2 separate regions of the Mus musculus genome follow, and region 2 is linked to region 1. Evidence: chromatin contacts called from public promoter capture Hi-C data. All regions are on one chromosome and are shown on one strand. Each heading gives the region's core, a stretch centred on a gene start, on an enhancer-like site or on the middle of the called end of the contact. The rest is flanking DNA. Distances are from core to core; before and after follow the strand shown. Region 1 holds the start of Aoc2 (amine oxidase, copper containing 2 (retina-specific)). Region 2 has its middle 13 kb from the start of Dhx8.

Evidence for each region. Promoter capture Hi-C pulls out the DNA fragments that hold promoters and counts their contacts.
Region 2: a contact with region 1 is called in a promoter capture Hi-C map of the SN4741 cell line, with 4 times the contacts expected there. The contact joins the enhancer-like site here to the promoter of Aoc2 in region 1. A contact is called at or near these places in 2 of 39 promoter capture datasets (the SN4741 cell line and pre-B cells), 1 of 15 datasets of contacts at CTCF or cohesin (embryonic stem cells), 2 of 484 Hi-C or Micro-C datasets (CD4 T cells and regulatory T cells), 1 of 115 datasets of contacts at active chromatin or transcription factors (pancreatic cancer cells) and 1 of 9 other capture datasets (adipose tissue).

The regions. Positions count from the first base shown.
Region 1 is chr11:101,323,636-101,326,567 of GRCm38.p6, reverse strand. Aoc2 (amine oxidase, copper containing 2 (retina-specific)) reads right to left here and starts at 1,505. Exons shown (of 4, transcript NM_178932.1): 1 at 1-1,505. The coding sequence starts at 1,475.
Region 2 is chr11:101,718,621-101,721,552 of GRCm38.p6, reverse strand. No RefSeq gene overlaps it. Among named protein-coding and RNA genes, the nearest start is that of Dhx8, 13 kb to the left of the region's middle. Within about 2 kb of position 1,407, at least 30 of the 459 cell types and tissues checked have an H3K27ac peak or open chromatin away from gene starts, as enhancers often do. A contact at or near this core is called in the SN4741 cell line, where this site is marked.

The DNA of each region.
Region 1 (2,932 bases), core at 256-2,755:
GTGTTGATATAGCCCGTGGCATGGACACGAGCTTCAAGGGCCCCGGTTGGGTGTAGCATAAAGTCCCAGATGTAATCATAGTTGCCCACTGATGACACCGACCTGACCACAAGGCTTGAGCTGGCCAAACCACCATAGAAATGACCCCCGATGCCATTATGATGCCTTCGAAGGGGCAGTCCCTGGGCCTCCTCAAATACACACACAGCCCCTGGAAGCAGCTGGACTGACCCCGTGCCCACCAGTACATGGATGTCCACCATTGTGGCTTGATAGGGGCAATCCACCCCCCGAACCAAAGCTCGGCTGTTGAGACCAAGCCCATAGCTGCTGTCCAAGTACCGGATCGTCATTGTTTTGGGGGAATCAGCACCATAAACTGTCAGACACTCCTGGACACTGACTTCATAAGCCACACGCTCACCCTTGAACCGAATATCAAAAATTCTTAAGCCACTGAACACCCCATGACCAAAGGTAAATGTCCAGAGGGGAGATGTCACTGAGTTTCCCTGTATGTTATACTGGGGACCCTGAAGTGAGAACTGAAGAGGGGGAAGAGGAGGGTCTGGAGTGACTCTAGGCCTCAAGGAGGAAGCTCCACCTGGTGTGGGTAGAGGGACCCGAATCACTTCTAGGCGGCCAACTTTAAACTCCCATTCCAACTGGGCCAAGTCTGCATAGTAATGCCCAAGGTAGAAGACCTGTTGGACTACCCAGTCGGCAGGGTCCAGGGCCCCGTGGTCCAACAGTAGCTCCAGCCCCACAGGGTGAAGGAACACTCCAAGACCTGAGATGTTATGGTAGAGGGCTATCCAGGTAGCTCGATCGCCTGCATGGAAACCACTAGCAGTAGAATGCAAAGGTGCCAAGGTGGAGCCATTGTAGTTCAAGACAGAAGCCAGAAAGGTGGGTGCCTTTGGTAGCTCCACTTCTTTCAAATGCCTCCATATCTGAACAAACTCAGTTTTCTGCATGGGGCGCCGATAATAGGGCAGGGGGCCGCCGTGGCGCTCCACAGTCACATCCCGCATGTAGGAGGGGTGAGGCAGGGGCCCCACCACCAGCTCACTCACGTTGGGCTTGGGTTGTCCACCAAAGAAGATGATGGCTAGTGCCTCTCGCACAGGTGGGGGCCCCCCTCTGTCCAGGTGGGCCAGGGCTGCAGCCTTGGCAGGCAGCTGCAACTCTACTGAGAAGACACAGTTGTCCGAGGGTCGAGCCTGGGCTGCATCCACCAGCCCCGGCCCCAGGTGCTTGGTCAGGAAGCTCATCACAGCTGTCAGCTCCTCTGGGGTCAGGTCTGCAAACAGCTGGCTCTGGCTAGGGTGTGTCCAGGGATGAATTCTGGGAGGTATGGAAGGGCATCGAGGAGACTGGCTGAAACTGCCTTGCCTGGTCAGCAGGACATAGACCAGAGCAAAGACAGTGAGGAAAGACAGCCCCAGAAGCAGCAGCAGCACCTTGAGATTCATGGCTGGCACTGAAGCTCCCCCCGTCCTGAGAGCTCATCGGTGTCTGACATTGTGGCAGGCTTATATTCAGGATGATGGAGAGGAATGGACTAAACTCCACCCTGTGGGCTGGACAGGAAATCTCTGATCGTGCTTTATGTAGTTCTGTTCCAATTTTCTGTCTTGTGCTCTGGCTCAAGACATTACATAGCTTGCTCCTGTCCCTAAACTTTGACTGCCAATGGTCACTAACTACTACGTGTCATCATTTAGAACAGGTGAGAGGGATGGGGTGGGTAATGGAGCTGAACTACCTGAGAAGGCAGTTTCGATACACACTCCTTCCTTTCCCTGTCTAACACACAAGTACTAACAAAACACCTCTTAGCAGAATTACATTCCCAGTTCCCAGACCCACCGCCCAACTCAGCAATGAGCAGTCAGCTCTACCTGGGACCTAATGAGTGCCTGACTTGGGAGACCCAGGCCTTACTCTATCCAGTCAGAGAGACGACTGGTTGAGGTTGAGCTGTGTTTAGGTCTATACAATGATCCAGTCCAAGTTATGTAGCCTTAAAGGGGCTACATATCCTGAATTTCTTCCCTATGAAGGCGCATGAGGCATGGTCATTTATACTGATAATACCAACACTCAAGAGGAGTGCTGAGAGTTCAACTAAGCTACATGAGTGAATTATAGGTCAACCTAGGTGATACCCTGCCTTAAAAAATAAAAAGCATAGCCAGGGAGAGGTACTATATGCCTTCAATCCCAGCACTCAGGAGACAAGCCGATCTGTTGAGTTTGAGGCCAGCCTGGTCTTTAGAGCGGTCCTAGGACAGCCAAGGCTACACAGAGAAGGGTCTTTAAAAAACAAACAAAAAAACCGAATAAATATATAAAAAGCATAAAAGTATTCTGTGGAGTGCTTTTGATTAAAATGTAGCCTTACACAGCAAGTGCTTAGTAACCCTGGAGGGAGGGAGGGAGGCAGGCAGGCAGAGCAGGTAGCTAGTGGCTCTAAACTCTGGGATAGAATAGAGTAGATGCCCCTCCCCTACTGGGACCTTAAACCTCTATAGACAATGAAGAGTCTCACTGTCAGGAGGGAAGTGAGGACATGTTATTTTAGAGGGATGTAAGCCTCTTATGAGCACTGTGGGTCAGTATAAACCAATACCAGGAGTTCCCTCAAAAAAGTATGTATGAAGTAAGTATGTATGTATGAATGTATGTATGTATGTAGAGGCAAGCTGGTATGGAGGAAAAGGACTGGATCGACAGGGTCAGCCCGAGCTGCTGGTCCCACACATAACCACAGCAGCCTCTGCTGGCAGCTCAGGGTATCACCAGGAAGGACCTGGAATCTGGTGAAGACAGGCAGCTTTCACACAATTGAGCGTCAACACACAGCAGGAACCACCTCCCATTAGTTCTTGCACTGTGAAGAGGAATGAAGGTTCAACTAGTAAGTTCA
Region 2 (2,932 bases), core at 158-2,657, 400 kb before region 1:
TTGTGGAGCACCATGTGGTTGCTGGGAATTGAACTCAGGACCTTTAGAAGAGCAACCAATGATCTTAACCTCTGAGCTATCTCTCCAGCTTCCTGGCTTAAATTTTTTAATATAGAAAGAATCGGGCTGGTGAGATGGGTCAGCGGGTAAGAGCACTGACTACTCTTCTAAAGGTCCTGAGTTCAAATCCCAGTGACCACACAGTGGCTCACAACCACTGGTAATGAGATCTGATGCCCCCTTTTAGTGCTGTCTGAGGACAGCTACAGTGTACTTATGTATAATAATAAATAAATCTTTGGATCAGAGCAAGCAGAGGTCCTAAAATTCAATTCCCAACAACCACATGAAGGCTCATAACCATCTCTTCAGCTACGGTATACTCATAAACATAAAATAAAATACATTTTTAAAAAGAAAAAAAAAAGCAAGAAAGAGTCTTTTAGCCAGGTGTGGTGGAACAGGCCTTTAATTCCAGCACTTGGGAGGCAGGAGCAGGAGGATTGTTGTGAACCCAAGGCCAGCCTGGTCTACAGAGTGAAACAGAAGTATACAGAGATTCTGTTCCGAAAGAAAGAAAGAAAGAAAGAAAGAAAGAAAGAAAGAAAGAAAGAAAGAAAGAAAGAAAGAAAGAAAGAAAGAAAGAAGAAAGAAAGAGAGGAAAGAAAGAAAGAGAGGAAAGAAAGAAAGAAAGAGAGGAAAGAAAGAAAGAAAGAAAGAAAGAAAGAAAGAAAATTTCTTTAATTTTCTATATTTCCCCTTCTCGTTTATGAGTTTGAAACCTGGGTTATGTAAAACAGAATTTCACATTCAGTCAGGTTTCCTGTGCTATGCCCCTGGCTTTTTAATGTCCCTTTTTGTCAGTTCTATTAATAACTCATAGGTAAGCTTACATTTTTGTTTTAATAATAATAGAGGTGGAGGAAGGTTAATGGCTTAATGGCAGAGCCCTTGCCTGGCATAAACAAAGCCCTTGGTTCAAGCTCTACCCAACAAAACAAAACAAAAACCAGATTGCTCTGTGTATCCGCCAGTCAGCTACCCCTGATTCTAGGAACCCCAAAAGTTGCTACTCCCTGTCCACGATGGAACCGACCATGTTTACCCAACTGGTCAACGGCAGAGGAAGGAGGCGTGGCTGCGAGGGTGGGCCGTCTGAGCCCACGCCCTATTTCCTTCAGAACACCAAGCTCACAGGCACATGTCTTTGCCTCAGTCAAGGTGGATATGAGCGAGGCCAACTTCACGTGAGTGCACACAATTCAGCCTTCATCTTCACCGCCTGGGAAGCTGGTGTCCTAGTGATGTTGGCTATTTCAGGATGACTCGTGTGCCTTGGGGCATGAGTTCAGAAGGAAGCGCTACATTCCCAGTGTGTGACAGTCAACACTGGACTGAAGACCAAAGAAGCACCCACGCAAATTCCTGCAGACTCGTGAAGGATGAGAGGGCAAAACAGGATGGGGGAAACCGGAACACAGGGCAAAGGCCTCGACAAGATCACATCCTTGGCTGTTGCGAAGCGCTTTCCCACCGTGGGCTCGTCTTGAGTCTACGGCAAACTGGAGGGATCTAAAGCAGGTACAGTCCTGACTACATTTCACAGAAGAGTTCAAAAGGCTTTTAGCCCAGAGCCAGGGGCATGGCACAAGCACAGTACATTTCCTCATTCCTTCCATGTGTTCCCAAAACTCAGGGACCGCTTGGTGAAACAAGGAAATGTGGCTTCGTGACATCAAGTGACTTATCTACTATGACAGCTAAGATGGAGTACTTGCCCAGCACACCCAAGACTGGGTTCAAACCTCCCAGCACAAACAAACAAACAAACAAACAAAACAAAACAAAACCAAGTATGTAAATCACAATTTTTAAAGGCCAGGTGTGTGTTACACTTCTACAAGCACAGGTCTTGGGAGGTAGACACAAAAGGATCAGAAGTTCAAGGCCAGCCTTGACTTGAACTGTATGGAGAGTTCAATGCTAATCCACCAGTCGTCTACATGATATTCCGTCCCGACAAACAATGTAACGGCAAATAAGGTCTTAAGCGGTAAATATTCCGGTCCCCCACCTGTGTGTGTGTGTATCTGTCTGTCTGTCTTTTTCTGTTTCTCTGTGTATGTTGAGAGATACACAGCTCTCTCTTTGTCTCCCTGTCTCTCTGTCTCTCTGTCTCTGTGTGTGTGTCTGTGTGTCTGTGTGTGTTCATGTAGAGGTGGGTCAGGTTTTATTCCCCAGGTCTCATCGACTTTATTGTTTTTCAGACAGGGTCTCTTAATAGCCTGGAACTTGCCAAGTGAGGGCTAGCTGCCCAGCAAGCCTAGGGTTTTGTTTCATTTTGCTTGCTTGCAGTATTAGGTATTGAACCCTGGGCCTCAGGCATATGAGACAAGTACTCTACTCAGAGCTGCAGCCCCAACACTCTCTTGTTCCCTTACTCTCCCCTCCTTTCCCCTCCCCTCCCCTCCCCTCCCCTTCCTTCCCCTCCCCTCTCCTCTCCTCTCTTCTTTTCTCTTCAAACTGAGCATTTTTCTTTTTCTTTTTTTTTTTTTTAAGATTATTTATTTATTTATTTATTTATTTATTTATTTGTTATATGTAAGTACACTGTAGCTGTCTTCAGACACTCCAGAGGAGGGAGTCAGACCTCATTACGGATAGTTGTGATCCACCATGTGGTTGCTGGGATTTGAACTCCAGACCTTCAGAAGAGCAGTCGGATGCTCTTACCCACTGAGCCATGTCACCAGCCCCCAAACTGAGCATTTTTCACCCAGTCAGGAAGTCATGTACAAGTCCAAAGATCTTAATTCCCCAGTGCATGAGAGCTGTACCTCTCCTGCTTGCCAGTACTGCTGAGTACTCTACAAACAAATGCTTGCTGGCCCCACAACCTGGATCTAATACTGCAAGGTCTCCCTTTTCAAGC